Regions from separate parts of the Mus musculus genome. Here regions 1, 2, 4 and 5 are each linked to region 3. A link is a contact called in public HiChIP or PLAC-seq and promoter capture Hi-C data. All regions are on one chromosome and are shown on one strand. The core of a region is the stretch at or near the end of the contact, and the rest is flanking DNA. Distances in the headings are between cores, read along the strand shown.

Region 1 (4,608 bases), core at 67-2,566, 730 kb after region 3:
GTGCAACTTCCCTGAGGGGATCAAGGAGCACCCGGGCAGGGCGGGGCAGCCTCCAGACCAGCTCTGCCACATCGGTCCACCTGCCTGCAGGTGAGGTTTGGCAAGCCTCTCAGTTGCCAAGCATTCTGGGAAGAAAAAAAAAAAAAAACAAAACACACACAACTAACTGCTGAACTATGCAAGTCTCCCAACTTTATGGGAGACACATCCATATCCCTGAGAAAGTTAATCTAGCAATAAAGAGATGTAAGTCTTTAAATATGAAATGTCTATGCGGTTACAGGAAGGAACTGGGAGGAGCCCATGTATCCAAGGGCCCAAAGGAGAAAACAGAGCAGGGTGTGCTGGAGACCTTGGGAACCCTGGGGCCTAGCACCAGGTTTTGCAAATATGCTTCCTGTTTAGAAAAAAGTAAATTCATAAGGTCAAGCACATACTGAACTGCCAACAGCCACGTATCACACCTGTCCTTTGAGAGACAGCACCGCAAAGCTGTCAAAATGTTAACCAACCCGTCCACACTTCCCATGAGTCCATAGTTTGCAAAACTACTCCGTTCTGAAATTATGCTTTAAAATGAGGGTTTTCTTTTTCTGTAGCAGAGAAACCAATCTTTGTGTGTGAGTGTGTGTGTGTGTGTGTGTGTGTGTGTGTGTGCATTCAGTGGGAGAAGGAACAAGTGCGGAAGGGGATGTCCGAGCGGGAACTCGCTGGTGGAGCAGCTCTGGAAAGTGCCTATAAGCACAGGATGATTGGACCAGACAGAGCTGGGTTCCTTCCTAAGCCTGGCCGGCCACCTGCCACTCCGGCTTGACAGTCACTAGAGGAAGAGCACCTGCGCTCTGCGGAGAGCTGGGCCTGCCCACCGGACTGCGGTCAGCGCGCAGGAGAGCCGACCCACGGGGAAGGCCGGCCCGATCCCTAGCAGCACTGACAGTACAGAACGAGCTGCTCCGGAGACCGCCCAGGTCAGGACCCAAAGCTTGGCGTCGGCTGCACAGCGGGTCGGAGGTCACCCGCGGAAAGGTCGGAGGTCGGCTGTGTCCGCGTAGATGGGAGCTGCCAAGCCCGGCCGCGCCCCCCGCCCGCCCGCCCCGCCGCACTTACAGGTGACGATGGGCTTGTTCTCCATGGTGTAGACCACCGGTGGCTGTGGCTCCTCAGGGGCGTCCATGGGCGTCCGGCGTCACCGGCCCGGCCCCCCGCCCGCCATGGGCACCCGAGGCAGCGCGGGGCCCGCTGAGCCCGCGCCTCCTCGCCGCCGGCCCCCGGCAGCTCCTAGCCGGCCGCCCGCCGCCGCCGGCCGCGTCCACTTCCGGCCCCGGCGCCGCCGCGTGACCACTTCCGGGGCGCGCGACTTAAAGGGGCGGGCCTCGCCGCCGAATGCCCTCCTACGAAAAAGGCCGCGTGCCGGGCCGCCCGGCGGTGCAGGGCGGGGCCGCTGTAGCTGTCAATAGCGGGAGCCGCCTCTGCCTCGGTTCTCAGGCAGCTGCAGAGGACAGAGGGCGGCGCACGTGCCTGAGCTCCTTGACCCCACCTTCTCAATGCCCAAGCTTGGTGACCCTTGCTTGGTCTCATCAGACCTGTCTAAACTGGATTCTCCTCGGCTTCGCACCTGCAGATGCTCCCTTACCCTCATCCTCGCTTCTACCCTGTGTGCCCCCACGTCACGTCTGGCGGAATTCCCGTTATCTCCGAGGGAGCTTCCTCCTTTCCGGCTTCTGCAGGATGCCTTGGGTCGGTTTTTACATCTGGGCGAGCTCAACTGTGCAGTGCCAAGCTGAGTCTCTGCTTGCCTGTTAACACGGACTTGCCAAGTGTGCTGACTCAAAGCGAGGCAAGATCGAAAGTGTTCCACCCACCCCGTACAACTCCATGTGCACCCGCTGGCACGCCAGCTTCCCACTGTCCTTTCTGGTTTTGTGAGGTTTTTGTTTGATTGGTTGATTAGGTGGTTTTACTCGTATGAACCACCACATAGGTCGTTTCCACCTGCGTCAGCCTTCAGCACTCTTTCCCTTGGCTCCCAGAATGCTCCCTATGTCCCACCTTCATCAGTACTGGTCACCTATAGCTGGTACTGCTTTGAAGCCGCTAGGTATTGTGAATGTCGCAAAATCAAATATTGCTTTGAACTGAACTCGGCGCAAGTAAAGCAGGTCTATGGGAGCTTTTGCAAATGGGATTCAGTGTGCAAATGGAATGTCTGAGCATGACTTGACTGTTGGGGAGCATGTTGGTTTGGGCTTTCAGGCAACTGATTAGGGCAGTTGAAGCAGGTGGAGACTGCCAGGCACAGGGGTTCTCAACCTGTGGGTCCCGAGCCTTTTGGCAAACCTCTAGCTCCAAAAAAAATATTTACATTATGACCCATAACAGTAGCAAAATTACAGTTTATGAAGTAGTAACAAACTATTTTTATTTATGTAATAATTTTATTTTTACTTCTTTAATATATTTATTTTGTTTATTTAATATTTTTCTCTAATATTTTTATTTTTATTTATTTAATTTTTAGTTTATTTATTTAATTTTTATTCATTATTTAATATTTTATTTTTATTTACTTAATATTTATTTTTTATTTAGGAGGGTCACAGCATTAGAAAGGTTCAGAACCACTGGCCTAGAGAGAGCACAGCAAAGCAAGAATAGGGGTCCAAAGCCTCCGTGGACGTGCCAAAGGTTTTTCACCCCATCCAGCTAAGCGTTTGTGAGATGTCAGCACAAAGAACGAAGCTCTCACCTCAAATGGAATAAGAGATGGTGTGCTTCGGAGCCAAATTTGAGTGCCCGCCACCCAGGGGACAAGGATTTTGAGGAATCCTCTGAGGCCTCCTGAGTGGGTAACCCCAGGTTTCGTGATCCCACATGGAAGCACTTGAAGCTTTATAGTTGCAGAACATAAAAAGTCATAAATCAAGACAATTTAAAATACATTGGTGAGTACGTCAGAGAGGCTGTTATAGCTAGAAGGTGGACTCTCTCCTGTTGGCCTCAAATACCATTCTTAGCTTTGGAGGTGGGAAAGCTAGTTGTGATGGTTTCTATACACTTGGGCCAGGAACAAGGGGTGGCACTATTAGCACATGTGACCTTGTTGAAGTAGGCCTGTTACTGTGGGTGTGGGCCTTCACCCTATCTACCTGGAAGTCAGTCTTCCACTAGCAGCATTCAGATGAAGATGTAAAACTCTCAGCTCCTCCTGCACCATGCCTGTCTAGATGCTGCCATGCTCCCACCTTGATGATAACAGACTGGACCTCTGAACCTATAAGCCAGCCTCAGTTAAATGTTGTCCTTTATAAGATTTGCCTTGGTCATGGTGTCTGTTCACAGCAGTAAAACCCTAGCTAAGACACTAGTGGTCTGCAAAGTTAATAGATTCCAACACTTTTTTTTTAATCTATTAGTCACAGAGTGTTAGTTCTGACACTGGGGTGGGCAATGAATGGATATTTAGGGGCTGACACTAGGCTATCATAAAATAACTAGCCTCTAGACCTGCAGCCTTGTAACCACTCCACCTCAATGTCGTTGTGATTAGTCACTCAATCTTTGCAGACAAACCTCCTTTCCAGGAATTCTGCTTCACAGGAATGGGTGGCAGTGGGGCTTGTCAGGAACAACAGGGACACTCAGGCCAAACAGTACAACATTCAGCTGAGACACTATAGTAAGGACCGTATCACCAGCCCACAGGCTCCCTCTGCAAAGTGATAGAAGGACTTCCGACTTTACAGGTAAGTCTCTTACCCCGATTCCATAGCAACCCTTTAACAGCTTAAACTCAAGTCTTAGCCTAGGGACTGTATATCTCAAAGGCTGTGGCCAGGCCTGGTCTTAAAGCCAAAACTTGTCAGTCCCTGTCCTCCAACAAAGCAATGACTTGATATGATCTGATCAAGTTTGGAGATGGAGTCCTGGCAGTCAGAGGGACTGGTGAGGGGGCACCTTGAATAGTCTCTAACACAAACAAACCTACAGGAGCTCATGACGGGGAAAGGCTAGTGGAGCTGTGAGCTAGAATGGAAGACAAGGCCTAGATAATCCAGAAACTGTGCGGTGTATTGCTTATCAAAGTCCAACGGGCATCAAGAAATGACTGGACAGGAACAGGAAGTGTGAGGCTCCTCCAAGACATACAATCTCAACTGAAAGCAGCTATGACCCAGAACTGTTTACAAAGGCAACTATAAAATGTATATTCAAGGGACTAAATTAATATGAATGAGGGAAGGCTGCAGCAGAGTAACAAAATATTTTCTTTTTTATTTCATTTTATTTACTTTTATGTGTGTTTTGCCTGCATGTATGTCTGTGTAACATGGACATGCCTGGTGCCTGCAGAGGCCAGAAATGGGCACTGGATCCCCTGGGACTAGAGTTGCAGATGGGTGTAAGCCACCATGTAGGTGCTGGGAATCAAACCCAGGTCCTCTGGAAGAGCAGCCAGGGCTCTTAACCACTGAACCATCTCCCCAGACCTATAGCAGGAAGTATTGTAAATGTATCAAATGGCTTGAAAGATAGCTCAATGGTTTTAATCTTGCTGCTATTGCAGAAGACCCAGGTTCAGTTCCCAGCTCTCACATTGGGCTGCACACA
Region 2 (4,260 bases), core at 349-2,848, 670 kb after region 3:
CAGAAGAACTGGAGGGTCTTGCCCAGGCTAGAGGGGATCAGCCTACAGACGTTCAGACAGTCAAGTGCTGAGTCATTCCTAGTCAGAAAAGGAGCCACAGCACATTTGTTGGGACAAGCAAAGCTAAGCCTAATCTCAGCAGGGAAGGTGGGAACCATCAGGGCTGTTGAGCAAGGACCCAAGACAGCCTGAACTCTCCAAACCACCTGTCCTGGGGCCCTTAGAGCCGCCCCTCCCCCCACAGTAAGTGCTCACCTTTTGAGATAACCTTCCTATCTGCCACCACCCCTACTTGCTAGCCAACAGCCAAAAGGCACATGACTTTTCCTTTCCCTTTAAGAGTAATGCTGGTGTTCTAGATACTAGAATGAAAAACGAGGACCTCAGCAGGCAACTCTACCATGACCTGTGTCCTCCTAAATCCAGTAGTCCTGCAAGCCACAAAGAGGATGGCTAGCCTTCACACGGAGGATAACGTCCCTGCTAACATTGTCTCCCCATACTTACTTCTTAAGGTCAAACACAGTGACTCTATTTCCCACGGGGCTGATAACAGAATTTCCATCATGTGTGAAATTTAAGTTTCCACACCGATAAACCGTACCCAACAAATTCGAGAACTGCAAAGGAAATGAATCAGTTTTAACACAGAGAACACAGCGTCAGCTCTCTGAAATGGTGATGAGAGGCATCTGGGCATAGGTAGTAAAGTACCTGACCATAGGTGTGTCCTGCCCCTGGGCAGAGGAGGAACCCAACTTAATTCTCAGGAGCCCAGGGTTCCCTTGAATGGTACTATACTCCCAAGACAGGAAGCATTTGCCAGGCACAGAAGGGCACAGGATCTCCATTCTAAGAGAAGCTGCTTCAGTGAACAGGGCTGCAGGAGATGCTCACCACGCCCACCGTGCTAAGTATCAGTGCCCCGGTGTATCCATTCAGTTATCAAAGGCAAGCATCTCCATCCAGCAGACACAGCTGGGTGTAGAGACCCGAGCCTTGTGTTCTATGTCCACATAGAAACGGCACATAGGCAATTGGACAGATGTCCAAACACTGCAAAGCCCAGCAGAGCAGTAGGGTAGTTGCTTACTGGGATTGCCTGGGCTAACTAAGGCAGGAGTCGATCTGGGGTGTAGGTGGGCAGCTATGCAACGAGATAACACCAGGCAGAGCTAGGCTCCTAAGAGGTATGATCAGCAGAGGAGCGCTGTCGAGACTGCTCCAAGAACTGGCGGCCCTGTAGAGAGCTGGGTGTTGCTTGAAGTTTGTTGTTAAGAGCCTTTCAGCAGCTATTGCTGTGTTGTCTGGCAAGAGGAGTTTGGACAGGGCTGGGTACAGCCCGAGACCTGTTGGGTAGGAGCCCGGAGCTCCTGGTATAAACCAGGAGCAATAGATTGCGATGGGTCGACCCACTAGTGCTTCCCACAGGCAGCCGAGATGACAACGACCTCGGTCTCTCCCGCGTCCTCGGAACCTTCCATCGCCCTCCCGTTGCCCCTGCCCGGCCCGCCGCTCACCCGGTAAGCGAATTTCATCCTGGAACCACACGTGGGGTACCGTACTGCAACCACTTCCGGAATACAAACAATCTCCGGCGCTTAAAACGCGCACTTCCGGGGCGGAGCCGCAACCCTAGTGTCCTGGGAAGCCCCGCCCGTCCCTCCCTCACCCCCACTCCCGCCACCACCCTGCCTCTACGCAGGCGCTGCGTAGCGGTGAACTAGCTGAGACCGCTAGGACGGTGGAGAATGGAGCTAAGTTCTAGGTCTCCATGCAGAGCCCAGTCCGGAGCTGAGAAAGCGAGCAAATCGTCACACACTCGCCTGTAACCGTGCAAAACAAAAACAAAAACCCAAGTTCAAACGGAGTTTCTTCTTAAAACGTGTATTTTTAGAATTTTAATGCTTACACTTTAAACGATCTTAGTACAGCGGCCTTACTCTGACATTATGTTACAGAACACTGTGAAAATGGAACCAACGCCTGCAGTGTCAAGGTGCGGCCGTCACCTTTCCTAGACCCCATCCCAGAGAACAAGAGCTGCCAACTCTCTTACAGAGAAAGGTGTCTTCATGAGAAATAACAGAACTACCAACATTTTAGATCTCCCCTTTGTTTTATTCTTAATATATATAATTAGAAAACCGTAGAGAACTCAGAAATATGAAACTCAGGGGGTGGGCGGTGAACTCAAGAGCCAGACTCCACTCTAAAGGACTACACACGGATGCGGGAGGCTAGCAGTGCCGGGTGGAAGCTTTTCTGCCAGGATCAAGTCTCAAAGACCTCCCCACACATGGACTTGACATCTGCAGGCCAACTGTCAAAGGTTTACCGAAAACAGAGTTCAGAGGGCTGTAGACATTCAGTAAGTACCAAGTTCTAATTTGCATACCCAGCTCCCCAAGTTTATTAGTTTTAAACTGCACATAAAATAGGTTTTCAGAGGGTTTTAAATAAATGTTTGTTTTTTTTTTGTTTTTTTTTTTTTTAAGGTTTATGTGAGTACACTGCCACTGTCTTCAGACACACTAGAAGAGGGCATCAGATCCCATTACATATGGTTATGAGCCACCATGTGGTTGCTGGGATTTGAACTCAGGACCTCTGGTAGAGCAGCCAATGCTCTTAACCACTGAGCCATCTCTCCAGCCCCAGTGTTTATTTTCTTTAAGCATTCCTCCAATTCCTGCAAATGAAAACCACTTGGTGGTGGTGTGTTGTGGGCGTCGTACTATCCTTTATTTACTGGCTGAGTTAAAAGCAAATACCCTGGGGCTGGAGAGATGGCTTAGCAGTTAAGAGCACTGAGTACTCTTCTGAAGGTCCTGAGTTCAAATCCCAGCAACCACATGGTGGCTCACAACCATCCGTAATGGGATCTGATGCCCTCTTCTGGAGTGTCTGAAGACAGCGACAGTGTACTTACATATAATAAATAAACAAATCTTAAAAAAAAAAAAAAGCAAATACACTGAATACTGAAAGTGTTGGCTTGGTTCTCCTGGTTCTCTCTGTGCCCCTGACTCTGGGCCCAAACATGGTCCCCAGGGGGCAGCGACTCCTGAAGAGGGCTCCCTCCTCTCCCAGCTTTCTACCTCAGGTCCCACTCACAGACACCACGCCAATAAGCCCAGAGCACTCTATCTCCTATATACAAAAATACATCACTTTGGAGGACTGAGAACGTTTAATACATACAGCATCTATTTACAATCTATGACTTCCACACCAGTAAAAACAAACACACATTTATTTTGTCCTTGATTTTTGGTGCAACTTATACACAAACATTACATCAGTTAGTCTGTACTCTTAAAAATAATAAATCAACAATATGTACAATCAAATTTACAACCAAAAGTAAATGAACCCGTTGGTGCGGTATGACTGCAACCCAGTGGCCCAGCTGAGGTCCTCCAGGCCCTGAGTCCTTTACGACTGATCAGAGCACAAGAGAGGCCCCTCTCATCTTCACTCCAGATGGAGCATCTTCAGTTCCAAGACTTAAGGTGCAAAAGATGTCGATTATACAGCTACAATACATGAGCAGACTTTAAAGTGAGAGAAAACATTTTACCCCCACATCCAACAATTATAATAAATATAGATTTAATTCCAAGTGCATATGTTATTCAATCAACATTAGGGGAGTCGGGGATCCAGAACTTTTAGCCTAAGCCATCTCCACACCACACTTCCCTCCTCTCTGGTCTTCTCTGCAGTACCTTTCACGTGGCTTCTACAGATGGATCTTGTGATCTGCTGGGCATCCCAAGGCACAGAAGGGGTTATGTTCCCTCCCACCCCACCCCACGGCCCCAAAGCTGTTACTATAAAACCATAACCAGGGGCTCTGGCGTGTAGGACAGTGTTTTATCCCAGGAGGCCCACAGTTGCCCAGGGACTGGGCTTTGTGAGAAGGGCACACAGTGCCATAAGAGGACTGCAGTCTGCTGAAGATCCACCTTAAAGAAACCATGGCGGTGTATGGAAAGCCACTAGGAGAGGGCTGTGAGAAGAGACCAGACCCTCTTGGGAGGGTCTGAGGAGTTGGGGATACCAGCACGGGGCACAGGGCCAGGGATAAAAAAAATGAAAACAAATCCTGTGTCATAGACAACATGAGGTGACGCTCTACTCCACTGCGCAGCTGAAGGACACTGTTCTCTGCTGTGTCTGTAGCTAGGCAGGACTGCCAAAGTCTGGTTAGAGCTAGTGTGTTACCACAGACCACAATCCAGCCACAGTCCCTAA
Region 3 (4,804 bases), core at 1,276-3,775:
CAGAAGCAGGCAGATCTCTGTGAGTTCAAGCCCAGCCTGGTCTACAAAGTGAATTCCAGAACAGTCAGGACTACATAAAGAGAACCAGTCTCAAAAAAAAAAAAAAAAAGAAAGAAAGAAAGAAAGAGAGAGAGAGAGAGAGAGGGAGAGAGAGAGAGAGAGAGAGAGGGGAAGGGAGAGAGGGAGGGAGGGAGGGAGGGAGCCACTGGTAGCCAGGTGTGACAGTGCATGCCTTTAAAACCAGCACTTGGGAGGCAGAGGCAGGATAGCCTAGTCTACAGAGCAAGTTCCAAGACAGGCAGGTCTACACAGAGAAACCCTGACTTGGGAAAAAAAAAAAAAAAAAAAAGAATGAGTCTGGTCACAATACCTTCAGCAGCAATTAGAACTGTCTTGACGGGGCAGGGCGGGAAGGGGGGAAAAAAAACTGTCTTGACTAGATGGCGGCCACAAGGCCTGCCTGCTTTTTGCCGCCTTGACAACACAGGCGCAGCATCAATGTTGCAGGTAAGTTATCTAGTGTAAGCACGCTCAGAATTTATGAATGGAATGCCGGGCAGCCTGATACCTGCTTCAAAAGGACTCCTTGTGTGGTACCAAGGGTAGGCACTGGCCTGTGGCACTCCTCAGCGCCAGTCTTTCTACTTTGGTATACTTTACGGTTTTGTTCTTTTTTTATTTTTCCTGTAAAAGTAACATCTCCTTTAGTCTTGCTTTGAGACAGGGTCTTTCCACACAGCCTTGTTTCTTCCTGGAACTAGATGTGTAGTCCAGGCTGGCCTTGAATGTAGAGACTGGCCTGCCTCAGCCTCTCAAGTGCCGGGATTTAAGCTATGCAACACATGTCATGCCTAGTGTCATCTTTTAAAGCACGGGCTAGTCCACAGGCAACAGTCAGGCTGCCCTCTCGACTCTCCAAAGGCAGGAACTCACCTCTCTTTAGGGACACCACACTCCTCTGGTCCAGCTCCAGCCTCTGCACCAACGCACTAGGGTCTATCTGTGTCCTGGCAAAGATGTCATTGTGAACGAATGTCCAGTCCTGCAATCCCAACAGGAGAAGAGAGAGGACATCAAGTTGACTTTTGGTTTGAGAGTCACACATCGAGAAGATGCTAAGGCAAAAATCCTCTACTTCTCAGCCAGGGAGGCCCCGGAAGAGTATCTACGTCCTTGTTCCCAGATCAGGCCTGTTCCTTCCTGCCCCCATCAGACTTGGGACAATCAGAGAGTCTTGGGGAGTAGAGCCACACTAGCACAGGGCCTGAGCACAGCCTCCCTGCAAACACATGCAGATCCAAGAGTAGCTGTGAGATAAGGCATGACTGCTGCTTACAACTGTATGCATGGGCCCTCCCAGGAGTGAGCAGAGGGAATCCTCTAAGTACTGGTCCTTGGGCATCTCTGAGGAACAAAAATAGGAACACCAACCACATAACCTTCCAGTGAGGCAAAGACGCGGCTGACCAAAGGGGCATAAAAACAATCTCTGTCAACACAAGGCTTAAATTTGAGCCAAGTTACCAAATTAAAAGAAAAATGGGAAAAATAAGAATCAATGGCTGCACGAATCAATGACTGCACAGCACCTCCCGTGGGTGTGGGTGTGGGAGAAAACAGAAGCTCTCAGTTTGGCTACAACAACAAATAAAAGCTGGGCACAGTGGGCTACAGCCTGGGCACGAGAGTGACAAGCTGGGGGGGGGGGCTAGGGTGAAACCTTGTCTCAAAAGAATAAAGAAAGAATGAGATGAGGTAAAATAAAAATAAATAAGATCCCAAAGGCCAAAGCAACAAGCAAGCGCCAGGGACACAAGTGCATGCCATGCCTTTAACCCCAGCATGTGGGAGGCAGGGGCAGGTCAATCTCTTATGAGTTCGAGGCCAGCCTGGTCTACAGCGTGAGTTCCAGAATAGTCAGGGCTACATAGAGAGACCCTGTCTCAAACACACACCAGAGACTGAGACACAGAGATAGACAGAGGCAGACAGACAGCGCCCTGCGACATTTCCAGAGCGTAGTGGGATATTTTCCCCCAGAGATGGAAGCGCTTCTGGAGCCTCACACCCCAACCGAGAAGGCATGACGGCTAAAGGTGGGCCGGGTCAGGACCCTAACCAGAGTGGCAGGAACACACACAGAAGAGGCGACACCCAACCATCCAGGGCTCCTGATCTTTGGAGATCCGGCTCGGCAGAGACCTGGCCCGACCGGCGCCCCACACCTCACCTTCGCCCCCGCTCCGCCCGCCGGGGATTGTGGGAGCGCCGGCTCCACGGCGCGGGGCACAGGGCCCGGTGCAGAATCCCCGTCGGGTCTCACGGCCGCCCGGTGCACACGAGCCCGCAGCGCCCTCACTTTCCCCATCTTCCCTGGAGGTTTCCGCCTGTTAGCAACGCCGCCTCACTAGTGGAAGAGCCTCCCGGAAGTGCTCCCAGACAGCCGGAAATAGAGCCGCGGCTGCGTAGATCGGCGTTCGGCCGGTCCCCGGAAGTGCCTCCCGTAGCGCGTGCGCAGTTGCGGTGCTTACGTCGCGCGCTCCCGCTAGCGCGTTAGACGTGTGGCGATGTGGCTGCAGCCAAGAGCCAGGGAAGTAAAACTATTGAAGCCTCGGGTGCACGTTACGCCATGTTTCTATCGCGCGCGTCTGGGGTAGAATAGGGAGAAAGGTTCACGTCGGTTTTACTCATGCGGGTCTCTATGTGTGCAGCTTGGCGTTTCGTCCTTAAAACAGGTCCTGGAGTTGGGGACTTTGCAATTCCACTTAAATGGGTACCAGATGGACCGAACGGCCTCCGTCTTCCTGCACAGTCGGCTCCGTGTCCAACAGCCCCTGTGCACCCAGTGCAGTATTGCTTAAGGAAAGCAAGGACGAAGGGTAATTCCAGCTCTTCACCCAAATGACACCTGTAAAATACAATACAAAACCAAAGTGGGCTATAGTTGGAGCCACAAAAGAAAGTTGGGCCCAGGCACAGCCAGGGTAGAGGCCTTCTGCCTTCTTCCCTTCTAGGGTAGAGAGCATCCTGGATGCCGGGACGTCTCTGCTAGGGATCCACAGTGAGATGGGATTTGTGGGGAGAAGGTGAGCCCAAAGCGGAGTCCGGTGCCCCACAGTGGCTGAAGTAGCAGAGCATGCCAGGGAGCAGAGCCAATAAGCATCTTTCCGATGCGGTTTCTCATCAGGGGATGCCTCCAGGTTCCTGCTCCTTCCCTGACGATGAGATCCAACCTGTAAGATGTAAAGAACACCTTCCTCCCCACGCTGCCTTTGATAAGTGTTTTTATCACAGCAACAGAAAGCAATCTAGAACAGTGAGTGAGTGGCTGCAGGCCAAGCAGTGCACTAGATGTGAAGCTGAGACAAACTAGATTGAATCAGGCGACTTGAAGAGACGTTTGAGCCAGAACAGCTGAATTGAATCAGCCAGTAAGAGTTCAGAAAGAGCTAGAAAAGGAGATCGTAGTCAGCAGTAAGCCTCCGAGACAACAAGGACATCAAGCGAATAAAAGTTACTTTCGCAAGCTTGTTTTGAGATGACCTGGGAATAAAGTCCATTGAACTCTTCACAACCTGGTTCATCTCCCCAGAAGATCTGGCAGCCAGAGCCACCCTGAAAGCTAGCCTGGCTTTTACCTAGGACAGATCCCCACCCCACCCCCCCACCCCCTAAATGTTTTCTCCTTCTCAACCCTCAGCAGTGTTCCTGTGCTCTGGGCTGTCCGATGGACCCCAGGTTCCCCCATGGAGGATGAGTTGCTTAAGGCCAGTTCCAGGGCACCCCAAGGAACTCACAAGTCGACGACAACAAAGTTAATTTTTTAGAATCCTCAACTCTTCTTCCTGCCGCCTGAGGGCGCGCGTGTCCCGTGCTTCCCTGGCTCCTGGCAAACTAGTTTTGCAGTTAGAGAGGACTGTACAGCTAGTTTTGCAGTTAGAGAGAGGACTGTACAGGTGTCTCTGGCTAATTCCCCCCCCCCCTCGGGCTCTAGACCGCGACCCTGCTCCAAGTCAACTAGAGTGTAGGTGTGACCGCAGGCTGGTCCACTGATACAGCTACTGGGAGGCGGGATGGGGGTTTGGGGTGAGGGGAGGCGGACAATGTATCATCGCGCCCAGCCCTGGAAACTCAGCTGCCAGACCCCGCAGGCATCAGCAGGGTCCAGATCACCTCTCAGTTCGTCCCCAGCCCCAGCGACTGATCCAAGACAGTTCTGCCTGGCTTTTCTCGGGGAGGAGGGCTCCCTTGATCCTCCCAGGGAGGTGGCCAAGTTTGCTGGGTCCACCTTTCTTTGGGTGACCTAGCCAAGGCCTGAGCTTTTTCAAGCCTAGTTTCCCTGTTTCTACAGTGGGGGTTAGAATGAGCTGCTTGAGGACTAAGAGAAAAGTGAGAGCCAGGAAGTGACCCCTAGCAGCTTATAGTTGGAGATCACAGATTCCTAGGGCTGGGCAGAAAAGAGGCTGGTATCACAGTGTGAATGAAGGGCGGGAGCCCCAGGCACAGGGCTGGTACAGACACACAGCATCTCAGAGGCCCAGGACCTTCTGGTGACGGAACCCGCAACACAGAGTCCTAATTTGACTCTGATCATGGGTGCTAGGCCAGCCAGCCGCTCAAGGCAGTGGGGCAGGGAATTGGCCTCCTGTCCTTCACAGCTTCTGGCTGAGCACCAAGGCCCAAGGCCTTCCAGCCACCTGGGTCAACCTGCAAAGGGCACAGAGCAACTTCCCAGGAGTTCCCTGAAGTCTGGTGATCAGGGAGATGGGGAAAGGCAGGCATGGGTGTCCATGTGCCGTTACCT
Region 4 (4,699 bases), core at 1,298-3,797, 550 kb after region 3:
TACAGTTCCTCAAGTTGTGGTGACTTTCATCCATAAAGTTATTTTTGTTACTACTTCATAGCTGAAGTTATGTTACTGTTATGTCTTGTGATATAAACATCTATGTTTTTTGATGGTCTTGGGTGACCCCTGTAAACAAATTATTCAATCCCAAAGGGGTTGCGGCTTACAGGTTGAGAACCATTCTTCCATCAGTGTTGGGTAACTTACTTGGTGGTGCATAGTTTCCAAGAAGCAAAGGTGGGATTTGAGCCCAGCCATGTATTTGCCACGGTCTCCTGCAGGCTCCCAGGGGCTCCTTCCCTGCACCTGCCCAACTCTGCCTAGTGTCCATTTCTAGCCAAGATATAAATCACTTCCTTACTATGCTAAGGTCCCTTTGTTTAGCAGCATTTGGCTTTCTGGGATTCCAGATGTTGTGGGGAAGTGCAGGGCACTAATTTTTGCAGAGCTCCTGTCCCTGCCGCTTTGCCAGCCATAGCATAGTCCAGGTCAGCCATAAAAGCCCCTTCAACCTTTGCTCTCTACTGCCTGCCTGGAAGAACTGCTGAGTGAGGATCAGGACACAAGGCAAGGAGTGGCATAAGTGTCAGCCAATGGGGGCGCTGTTCTGGCCCCTGGGCATCAGTGATAGGCCCAGATGTTGATGCCAAGTCAGGCCTATCCAATCAGAGAAGCCTCGAGATTAGTGCTGGGGGTTGTACAGCTGGAGTGGAGTGGACCAGAGCTGGGGAGCCTGTGGCCAGGAGAGTTGGAACATAGGATGTGGTGGTACCCTATCGGCTCCATCTGCCAATTGATGCCAAGGTGACTCCCCAACACGGGCTTCTGCTGAGTCCTCAGTGCTGCCAACCTAGTGGGGGAGAAGAGCAAGTGAGGCCACCACTCCCGATGTGCGATGTACTTACCAAGACTCCGGGTTGACTCCTGGATTATGTCTGCCAGAGCCCAGGGGTCAAGTTCTGATAACTTCTGTTTTTTCCTAGCACACGAAGAAGGTAGCCCCCCTCCCTGCAGGAGGGCCAACCCCCACCCCCACCCTCAGGCTGCTTACCTCGGCCGCACTGGTCCCCACCTCTGCTTGTCTCTTCTGTTCTTTTGTGCTTGTCCTGGCCTGCTCCCTGATGTTGATAGCCAAGAGCCAGAGATTTTTAGTTTCTCTCTCTCTCTCTCTCTCTCTCTCTCTCTCTCTCTCTCTCTCTCTCTCCTCTCTCTCTCTCTCCTCTCTCTCTCTCTCTCTCCCCCTCCCTCCCTCCCTCCCTTTCTTTTTTTTTCAAGACAGGGTTTCTCTGTGTAGCCCTGGCTGTCCTGGAACTCACTCTGTAGACCAGGCTGGCCTCGAACTCAGAAATCCACCTGCCTCTGCCTCCCAAGTGTTGGGATTAAAGGCATGCGCCACCACTGCTCGGCTTCTTTTTCTTTTCTTTTCTTTTCTTTTCTTTTCTTTTCTTTTCTTTTCTTTTCTTTTCTTTTCTTTTCCTTTTTTCTTTTTTCTTTTCTTCTTCTCTTCTCTTCTCTTCTCTTCTCTTCTCTTCTCTTCTCTTCTTTCCTCCTCCTCCTCCCCGCCTCCTCCTCCACCTTCTCTTCCTTTTCTTTTTCGAGACAGGGTTTCTCTGTGTAGCCCTGACTGTCCTAGAACTCACTCTGTAGACCAGGCTAGCCTCAGACTCAAGAGATCCACCTGCCTGCCTCTCCCTGGCCTCCCGCATTCTCAATTCACTGGCAGGTGGGGCGGGGAGGGGGCGTGGGGGTTGAGGGAGAGCAGGGAATGGGGTGAGAAGAGAGTCCTGAGCTTAGACACAGGCTCAACGCTTATGAACCGTTAAGGCTCTCCCAGAGTGAGTGCCAGAGAGCACGAGGCTGGGAACAGGATTGCCAAGTCTGGCTGGCTTTGGAGGAGAAAATGGACACTTCATTCTGTGTTCCACAACTTTATCCCTCACCAAGCCTTCGAAGTTGGGTGATGGGAGATCTGGACAAGAGTGGAGCCCGTCTTCTCCTCCCTTTCTCCCTCCTGCTGGCCCCTCTCTCCTCCCACTCGCCTGGCTTTCACTTTTTAATTCCTAGTCGTTAGGTTTTCTGATCATCTACGGTCTTTGGTCAGCCCCAGGTCCGGGCTTTGAACCTTGGTTCATCTTCTACAAGACAGGGCCCAACATCGGGCTCTAAAAGAGGGACGCAGGGACCAGGCCGGGAATGTTCTGGGCAGCGTTGGGGGGGGGGGGGGTGGGGGGTGCAGCGGCTGAGTTTCCTGTCTTCCCACCCTCACCCTAAGCCTCAGTGCCCAGACTTTCGGCCGCACCGGAGCCGGCCCTCCTTTTGCCCTCGCCGGGATCCACAAACCACCCCACACCCTGGCACCTGTAACTCATGCCCAAGTCTCCGACCCTGCTCAGCAGCCGATTGGGTTACTTTCGGGAGCGGGAGAGCGGAGGCGGAGCTCCCCGCCTCCAACCCCCGCTCGGAGGTGGCCGGAGGGATGGGCCGAGGGCGGGATCCCGCCTGTGCCCAATTAGCCAGGCGCGCAGCGCTAGCGAGCGCAGTTACAGCGGGTCTCCTGCCGCCAAAGCCTCAAGAACCCCAGATTTCAGCGCCCCAAGCCTGGAAGCTCCCCAGTTCTTCGTGGCCCCCAACAGCTCCGGAACCCCAGCCGCTGCAACTCTCCGCGTCCGAAATCCAGCACCCCGCAGTCTGCGCTCGCACCATGCAGCTAAAGTGAGTCCGTTCGCTGTTGTGTCCCGTGAGTGGGGTGGGGGAGCCGGGGACCCACCCGAACTAGGACTGAGATTGCCCGACGCTAGCGCAGCGGCTCTGTACCGGCGCAGATGTGCCCAGTTCCGGACGGCTAGCGGCCACACCTGGACCTGCCGGCTTGGACGGCAGGGGGCGGCGCAGGGCTAACCCGCTGCACCCGCGGACCAGACCCCGGCGCGTGGGCGGCTGTAGGCGGAGGAAGGGCAAGAGCCGGTACTGAAGGTGAAAACTCATAGCAGCCATGGGCACTGGCTTAGCCGCCGCCGCCCTTCTCCCTGTTGATTTCCCAGAAGGGAGGATGTGTGTTACCTCAAAGGCCAGCTGATACCCAGTGCATGGGGACAGGACACCTCCTTGTACACTTGACTTCCCTCACAGATCCAGACTGGGCAGGGGAAGTGGGAGGTGTGTAGGAGGGGTGTGTGTGTGTGTGTGAGAGAGAGACAGTTTTGCGCTCCGGCGTTTTGCAAATATTTCCCTCAGGCACTTGTACCGTAGACACTCCATCTCCACTGGCTACTTGCTGAGGTCCTCAGTCCACAAGTGTCCTAACCACAGAGTCTCCAGGGATAGAAAAGGGGAGACCTTGCAGGCTACCGAGTGCCTGCTGGCCAGTGGCTGGCTTGAGTTTGTGGTTTGCCCACTAATCATTCCTGGGGACACCCCCCCCCCCCCGTGTGTGCGTGTGTGTGTGTGTCCATCCATCCCTCCCTGTGGCTTCCCAAGGGTTTCTTTTGAGACAATCTTCTGAGAATTTCAGGGCTGCTGTTGAAAGAGAGGGAGAATTTTTGGTTGGTTGGTTGGTTGGTTGGTTGGTTGGTTGGTTGGTTGGTGTTTTTTTGAGACAGGGTTTCTCTGTGTAGCCCTGGCTGTCCTGGAACTTACTCTGTAGACCAGGCTGGCCTCAAACTCAGAAATCTGCCTGCCTCTGCCTCCCAAGTGCTGGGATTAAAGGCGTGCGCCACCACTGCCTGGCTGAGAGTGAGGTTTTATAAAAGGTGTGTGGGCAACTGTGAAGTGTCTGTGACCTGCTGCAGGGTCTTAGCCCCTATAGAGAGTCTCCATAGAACAGACGGCCTTGGGAGACTAGGCAAACTCTGGCTAAAGTATCCAAGACTGCTTTAGAGTAGGGTGAAGTGCCCTTCTTCCCACCACCCTTCTCCCCCCCCCCCCCTCACTCCCACCACCAACCAGACCTCTAAAAGGAGGCAGCTAGGCTGAGATACATAGGACACCGTCTTTTGTGTATCACCAAGGGCCTGGAACATGGCATTCCACCAAGTTTGGTTTCAGACAGTCCTGGTTCTCACCTGTCTCCTTTGGGGCCATCAGGTGTCTCTATCTCCTTCAAATGCAGCTTGTAACCATTTCTCTACAGAAGGTTAGGTCACAGGGAGGGGGCACAGACCTCAAAGCAGGGACTCTCAGAGCCCTTTCTCCTCACACAAATCTTTCTGAGTTTGGGAGCTGTTAGACTCTGGGGATTTGTGTTTGGGGGAGGGGGGAGTATGGTCCTGGTTGGGCTCTCTGAAGTCTCAGTGGAAAACCAACCAGCTGTCCTCCAATGGAATTCACATTTCTCCTAGGTGTCCCTGTTTTGTGTCCTTGGGAACCAGGCAGCCTGTTTGGAAGAAGCTCCATGTTTCTAGCGGGTTCTTTTCTGGTCTTGGTCTGTTCTTGCTGCTGTTGAGCAGCCTCTGTGCTGGTAAGTTGGGATGCATGCTGTGTGGCGCATAGATGCAGAACATTAGGGAAGCCCTGGCCACTGCCCCTACAGCCTCCCCAGAGGCCCACTGGAGAAAGCTGGATCCCCATACCTAGGTTGATATGTAGGGTTGGCAATCAGAAAGGGAAGTGCTTTTCCAAACTTTATACTTCTCTTTACATTTCTTGCTTGGGGTCAATGGAATGCCCCTCTTGGTCTCTCTGCATGGTGAATCATAAA
Region 5 (4,732 bases), core at 1,304-3,803, 950 kb after region 3:
CCAGTGCCTGAGAGCAGAAGAGCTAGCCACACCCCTCATTTGCTCCACTCCAGGAGAGAGCCAGCCCTGCATCTCTCCTGGACAGCACAACAGAGCCATAGCTGAAGGCAGGAGAGCCCTCCTCCTTGCTGGCTGCTCTGTTGGATGGGTCAGCTAGGGCAGGGAAAAATAGCTCACCTCCGTGGTGTGGGTATAGTGGGCTGACCAGCTCAGGTACCTCTCAGGCCCAGATCCAGGGCTTTGAATTGGCCCACCTTAGCATCTACCCCATCCATGAGCTGCTGGAGTGTGTGATGGAGCCGGTCCCATAGATCAAAACTACAGGATCTCTATGACACAGGGCAACAATGGGGAATCTGAGGGGAGTCCCAGTGTGGTTTCAGTATGGATGGTGTAGCAGAGGCCCTCCCTGTACCTGACAGACTCATTGCAATGAACGTTTACAAGCAAAGTCGGTGTGGACATAAGGATACACTGTGGGACTCACTACAGCTTCCACAACGAGATTGTTTGCCCTTCTTTTTTTCCACTGTTGGGGGGAGGGAGGTTGAAAGGGTGGGTACAGGGGGAGAGATGAGTGGGATTGGGGAGCATGATGAGAAATTCAATAAAAAGGGAGGAGGAATGAGAGAAGGGGAAGGGATCCCCTCCCTTGAGCAGTTGGAACCCCATATCTTCAACCTGAATAAGGACACTGAGCCCTTGGTGCAGTCTAGAGGACAGAGGACCAGGGGACCCAGGGACAGTGTGCTGGGTGAAGGAAGAGTACCAGCAAGTGGAAGAGGCAAGCAACGCAGGACACGGGGTCTCAGAAGCCGGCACACCTCTGCCCAAGGTGAGGGAACTGCATGAAGCTCAGCCTGGCCCCGCCCTCCCTGGCTGTCCCTCCTTCAGGACTCTGCCCCTTTGCTCCTTAGTACAGTCTTTTTTTGAGAAAGGGTTTCTCTGTGTAGCCCTGGCTGTCCTGGAACTCACTCTGTAGACCAGGTTGGCCTTGAACTCAGAAATCCGCCTGTCTTTGACTCCCAAGTGCTGGGATTAAAGGCATGTGCCACCACACCCGGCTCCTTAGTACAGTCTTACTTCAATGACCTTGTTACCCCAATCCTGGCCCCTTAAGCTAGAGAGCAAAGGTAAAGAGCATGAAGCACCAGACCAGTGCATTCTGGATAGAACAAGAATGCCTACACTAGACCGTGTGGGTGAAGCACTGTTTATCAACCAACAGGCGCTCAAACACTCAGCAACTGCCCTTGCCTACAGACTTTGATCTCCTATGCTGTATAATAACAATCAATTGCTCTATTTGTCTGGCAAGCAAGCCTGATTCAGGACAGTCCTCTATTGTCCTTAAATGCAGTTCCAGCCACCTGTTTTCCTTCCAAGTCCTTCTTTCAGGTCCATGGTAGCCAGAGGCTACACCCTAACATCTCCCAGGAATCAGTTTAATGGCTAGACATGAGCGGAAGGGGAACGGGGACCTGCCACCCTGCTCAGTGACCAGCCAAAAAAGATACATTGCAAGAGGCCACCACCTGGTTGCCCAGGCCAGCCCAATCTTCCTGCTGGACCGGCCAGGCAAGGAAGCTCCAGTCAGCTGATATTGCCTATGACCCCTATTCTAATGCCCATGACAACCTGGTTCCCTCCAAGGGCAACCAGTCACAAGCAGGAAGCACCACCTGCCAGAAATGATCAGAGATAGCCTCATTCATCACACATCTCACAGGAGATAGGATCTGGGAAGAAAAGGCTACAGCCCTTCTAACAGGTTGCTTCCAAAGCCAAACTCAGCAAACTATGCTGTCTTTTAGGAATAAAAGCAAGCACGCGGGAGGTGCAGAGTTCCAGCCCCATCTCTGCGGGTGACAGACCACCCTAAGAGTGTTCAGACCCAAGCGTGGGCCCAGCTTCCTCCTTGGTCCAAGTTCATAGAATGGGTAGAAGCAGAACGTGGATGTCTGCAGAGAGCGAGCAATCACTAGCCAATGTGTCTACCAAGAGGCTCTCCGCGCTCCCAAAGGAAAGGATTCTCCCAGCTCAGCATTTTAACGCTTCGGGAAGCCCCTGCCCACTGTTGGTCAGGCAGACGGAAGCAACAGGGACCCTCAGGCGCTACCGTGTGCGCCACAGCCGGGCAGGGGGCTTCGTGCCACCTGCACCACCCCGCTGTAAGCTCCCCAGGGTAGTCCACGCCCCCGGCCTGCCTGCGCCAGGATCTGCCCTCAGCGCGCCCAGCGCTCAATAGGGACCCAAAAGGATGGCCACAGGGGGCCAAGGTCATTAGTCGGAAAAGGCCACGCAGCGAACCCGTAGACCCGCAAGTGAGCAGCCCGGCCCGGTTACATAAGCAGTGGAGCGCATACCTGCAGAGGGAACATGGCCGCTCTGTTACCCACGTAGCCACGGACAACATGGCTCTGGATGGAGAGCACCCGGCATTCGCCCTCCATGCCGGGAAAGCTGTAGTGGCGCGTGGTCCAGGTGGTGTCACAGGCTGGGGTTGCTCAGGCCGCTCGCTCGGATTCTGCTCCGAGCGCTTTAAGCACGCGCAGTCGCTAGGCTTGGACGCGCTCCCCGCCTCCTCTGACCTCAACAGGCCGGCTGCTAACCCGCGAGTCCCGCGCGGCGAGGGGCGGGCTGAAGGCGGTGCCTCACGCAGGCCCCGCCCCTCCGGGCAACGGGACCTGTGGAATCCAGCACATGAGCTCCTTCCTCTGTGCTCCATCACGTGGCCTCACATCCCTTTTTGCAGATCTGTCTGTGCGTCAGGGGGTTCGCCTGTATCACACTCCACAGCACGGTACTTTCAGTACACACTGTTCCACCTCCTTGGCCCGCGGCGCTGATCACTCCATGGGTGGCATACTCCGGAGCTGCTGTCCAAAGAGTTTCCACTGAGCTCCAGAGCCTGAAGACCCTCAGAGATCAGGAGATCCTTTCCAGCCACGCGGCCTGCGTGGAATCCCAGACCCAGTAGGGCTCACAGGCATCTGATCTCAGGCTACCCTGAGTCAGGAGTCACGTGCCCCTTCTCAATATAATAAGAGATCTTCTCTAGGCTCAAGTCTGCTTAGAGCCACTCATGGGGACAGATTTGAAGGGGCTGCACTGGTCTTCCCCTCTTCACTACCCACCAAGTCCTCTCAGTCCTAGGGAAAGCGCACCTCTCTTCCTGTCCCATCTCCAGACCTACACTTGGCACTCCTGTGGTCACGGACACACCAGGGTCACAGATCAGTGGCACAGGCCAGTATGTCAAGTTTGCTTTATCTTGGTGAGAGAGAGTACTGGGGACCAGATCTGCTCTGAAGAGAAAGGAACATTCCCATTGCTTGGGGAACAGATCAGAAAAAGGAAGTGGTTTTGAGGCTCCGTTGGTGGGGTGCATACCAAGGCCCCAGCACCAGAAAAGCTGTAAAGAAGAACCAAGTTGTTAGGAAGGCTTGACTGGAATCAACTAAATGGAAGTACATTGGAGGAATAATTAATTGCTTGCTGATAGTAACGTTTGCTGGATACTATGTATGTGCTAAACATTTCTTGTAACTGAATCTTGCTAGCCTGGAGCAATGGTGTACATTTATAATCCCGGCATTTCTGTGTTTGTGTATGTGTATAGAAGACCTCTGGTGTTATACTTAGGGAGGGGCAATTCACTTTGAGCTTTTCTTTAGCTTTTTTGAGACAAGGTCTCATGATGTCTCTCTCCCTGATCCAGCTCACTATCTAAGCCAAGCTGGCTTTGAACTCAGAGACCCACCTAACTTGAGTGCCAGGATTAAAGGTGTATGCCACCACACCTGGAACTGCCTTGGATTTATTTTATGTATTCATTTACTTAGATACCCTACTAGGACCCGGAAGTTCTCTCTTAGTTTGTCTAGGCTTCCTGGTTATGAAGCCCCTGGGATCTACCTGTTTCTATTCCTCATTGCTGAGGTTACAAATGCTGTTCTAACCAGGCAGTGGTGGCTCACACCTTTAATCCCAGCACTTGGGAGGCAGAGGCAGGCAGATTTCTGAGTTCGAGAATAGCCTGGTCTACAGAATGAGTTTCAGGACGACTAGGGCTATACAGACAAAACCTGTCTCAAAAAATAAAAACCCAATAAATAAATAAATTCTGTTCTTTTGTTTGTTTGTTTAGGCAAGGACTCACTATGTAGTCCTGGCTGGACTCGAACTTGCTATGTACTCTGAGTTGGTCTCAGAATCAGATCTACCACTCTTCACCCCCTGAGTACTGAGATTAAAGGGGTGTGCCACCGTGCCCGGGCAAAAAGTTTTAAATTTACATTTGTATTTAATTCAAGTGCGAGTGGTGCACACACACGCCACGGTGCACATGCGGAGGTCAGAGGACAACTTGCAGGAGGAGTTGGTTCTTTCCTTCCACCGTGTGGGTTCCAGGAATCCACAAATCCTGGTTTTGTGCCAAGCGCTCTCACCTTAGTCAATTACTTGCTCCCTGGATTACACAATTTTTTTAAACCTTTGACATCTTAGTGATTCAGTTGTTTTTTGCTTGGCATGCTGGGTCGAGGGAGGGTTAAGAAGAAACTCTAAAGGACAGCTCTTGAATGGTTGACATTGTCACTGTTAATAAGAATAAATGTGACTCAGAGCTCATATGTCCTTCTGTCCCCTAGCCCAGGGAACTGTGGGGCGTTTATACGCAGCTCTCAGATTCTGCAGGACACCTTCAGACAGGCAGTGCGTGGAGCCCAGA

The links. Promoter capture Hi-C pulls out the DNA fragments that hold promoters and counts their contacts. HiChIP or PLAC-seq counts read pairs in DNA pulled down with a chosen protein or histone mark. Capture Hi-C pulls out chosen DNA fragments and counts their contacts.
Region 1: a contact with region 3 is called in a promoter capture Hi-C map of neural stem cells. The contact joins the promoter of Trappc10 here to the promoter of 2810425M01Rik in region 3. A contact is called at or near these places in 1 of 39 promoter capture datasets (neural stem cells), 1 of 115 datasets of contacts at active chromatin or transcription factors (memory CD8 T cells) and 2 of 9 other capture datasets (adipose tissue and liver).
Region 2: a contact with region 3 is called in a promoter capture Hi-C map of liver, with 4 times the contacts expected there. The contact joins the promoter of Pwp2 here to the promoter of 2810425M01Rik in region 3. A contact is called at or near these places in 4 of 39 promoter capture datasets (embryonic stem cells, hippocampal neurons, liver and 1 more), 3 of 115 datasets of contacts at active chromatin or transcription factors (microglia, neural tube and pancreatic cancer cells) and 1 of 9 other capture datasets (liver).
Region 4: a contact with region 3 is called in a promoter capture Hi-C map of embryonic stem cells, with 2.3 times the contacts expected there. The contact joins the promoter of Icosl here to the promoter of 2810425M01Rik in region 3. A contact is called at or near these places in 1 of 39 promoter capture datasets (embryonic stem cells), 1 of 115 datasets of contacts at active chromatin or transcription factors (bone marrow-derived macrophages) and 1 of 9 other capture datasets (pancreatic islet).
Region 5: a contact with region 3 is called in an HNF4G HiChIP or PLAC-seq map of pancreatic cancer cells. The contact joins the promoter of Pdxk here to the promoter of 2810425M01Rik in region 3.

What each region holds. Positions count from the first base shown.
Region 1 is chr10:78,243,329-78,247,936 of GRCm38.p6, forward strand. Trappc10 (trafficking protein particle complex 10) reads right to left here and starts at 1,317. Exons shown (of 23, transcript NM_001081055.2): 1 at 1,108-1,317. The coding sequence starts at 1,174.
Region 2 is chr10:78,183,551-78,187,810 of GRCm38.p6, forward strand. Pwp2 (PWP2 periodic tryptophan protein homolog (yeast)) reads right to left here and starts at 1,599. Exons shown (of 21, transcript NM_029546.2): 1 at 1,521-1,599; 2 at 508-620. The coding sequence starts at 1,538. It overlaps Trappc10 (trafficking protein particle complex 10), which reads right to left. Exons shown (of 23, transcript NM_001081055.2): 23 at 1,872-4,260.
Region 3 is chr10:77,513,373-77,518,176 of GRCm38.p6, forward strand. 2810425M01Rik (RIKEN cDNA 2810425M01 gene) reads left to right here and starts at 2,526. Exons shown (of 1, transcript NR_163865.1): 1 at 2,526-3,569. It overlaps Fam207a (family with sequence similarity 207, member A), which reads right to left and starts at 2,441. Exons shown (of 6, transcript NM_133998.3): 1 at 2,231-2,441; 2 at 934-1,042. The coding sequence starts at 2,368.
Region 4 is chr10:78,066,821-78,071,519 of GRCm38.p6, forward strand. It overlaps Icosl (icos ligand), which reads left to right and starts at 2,548. Exons shown (of 7, transcript NM_015790.3): 1 at 2,548-2,715; 2 at 4,341-4,459. The coding sequence starts at 2,705. It overlaps Gm51775 (a long non-coding RNA gene), which reads right to left and starts at 3,655. Exons shown (of 3, transcript XR_003948913.1): 1 at 3,640-3,655; 2 at 1,055-1,121; 3 at 1-853.
Region 5 is chr10:78,462,395-78,467,126 of GRCm38.p6, forward strand. It overlaps Pdxk (pyridoxal (pyridoxine, vitamin B6) kinase), which reads right to left and starts at 2,554. Exons shown (of 11, transcript NM_172134.2): 1 at 2,367-2,554. The coding sequence starts at 2,453.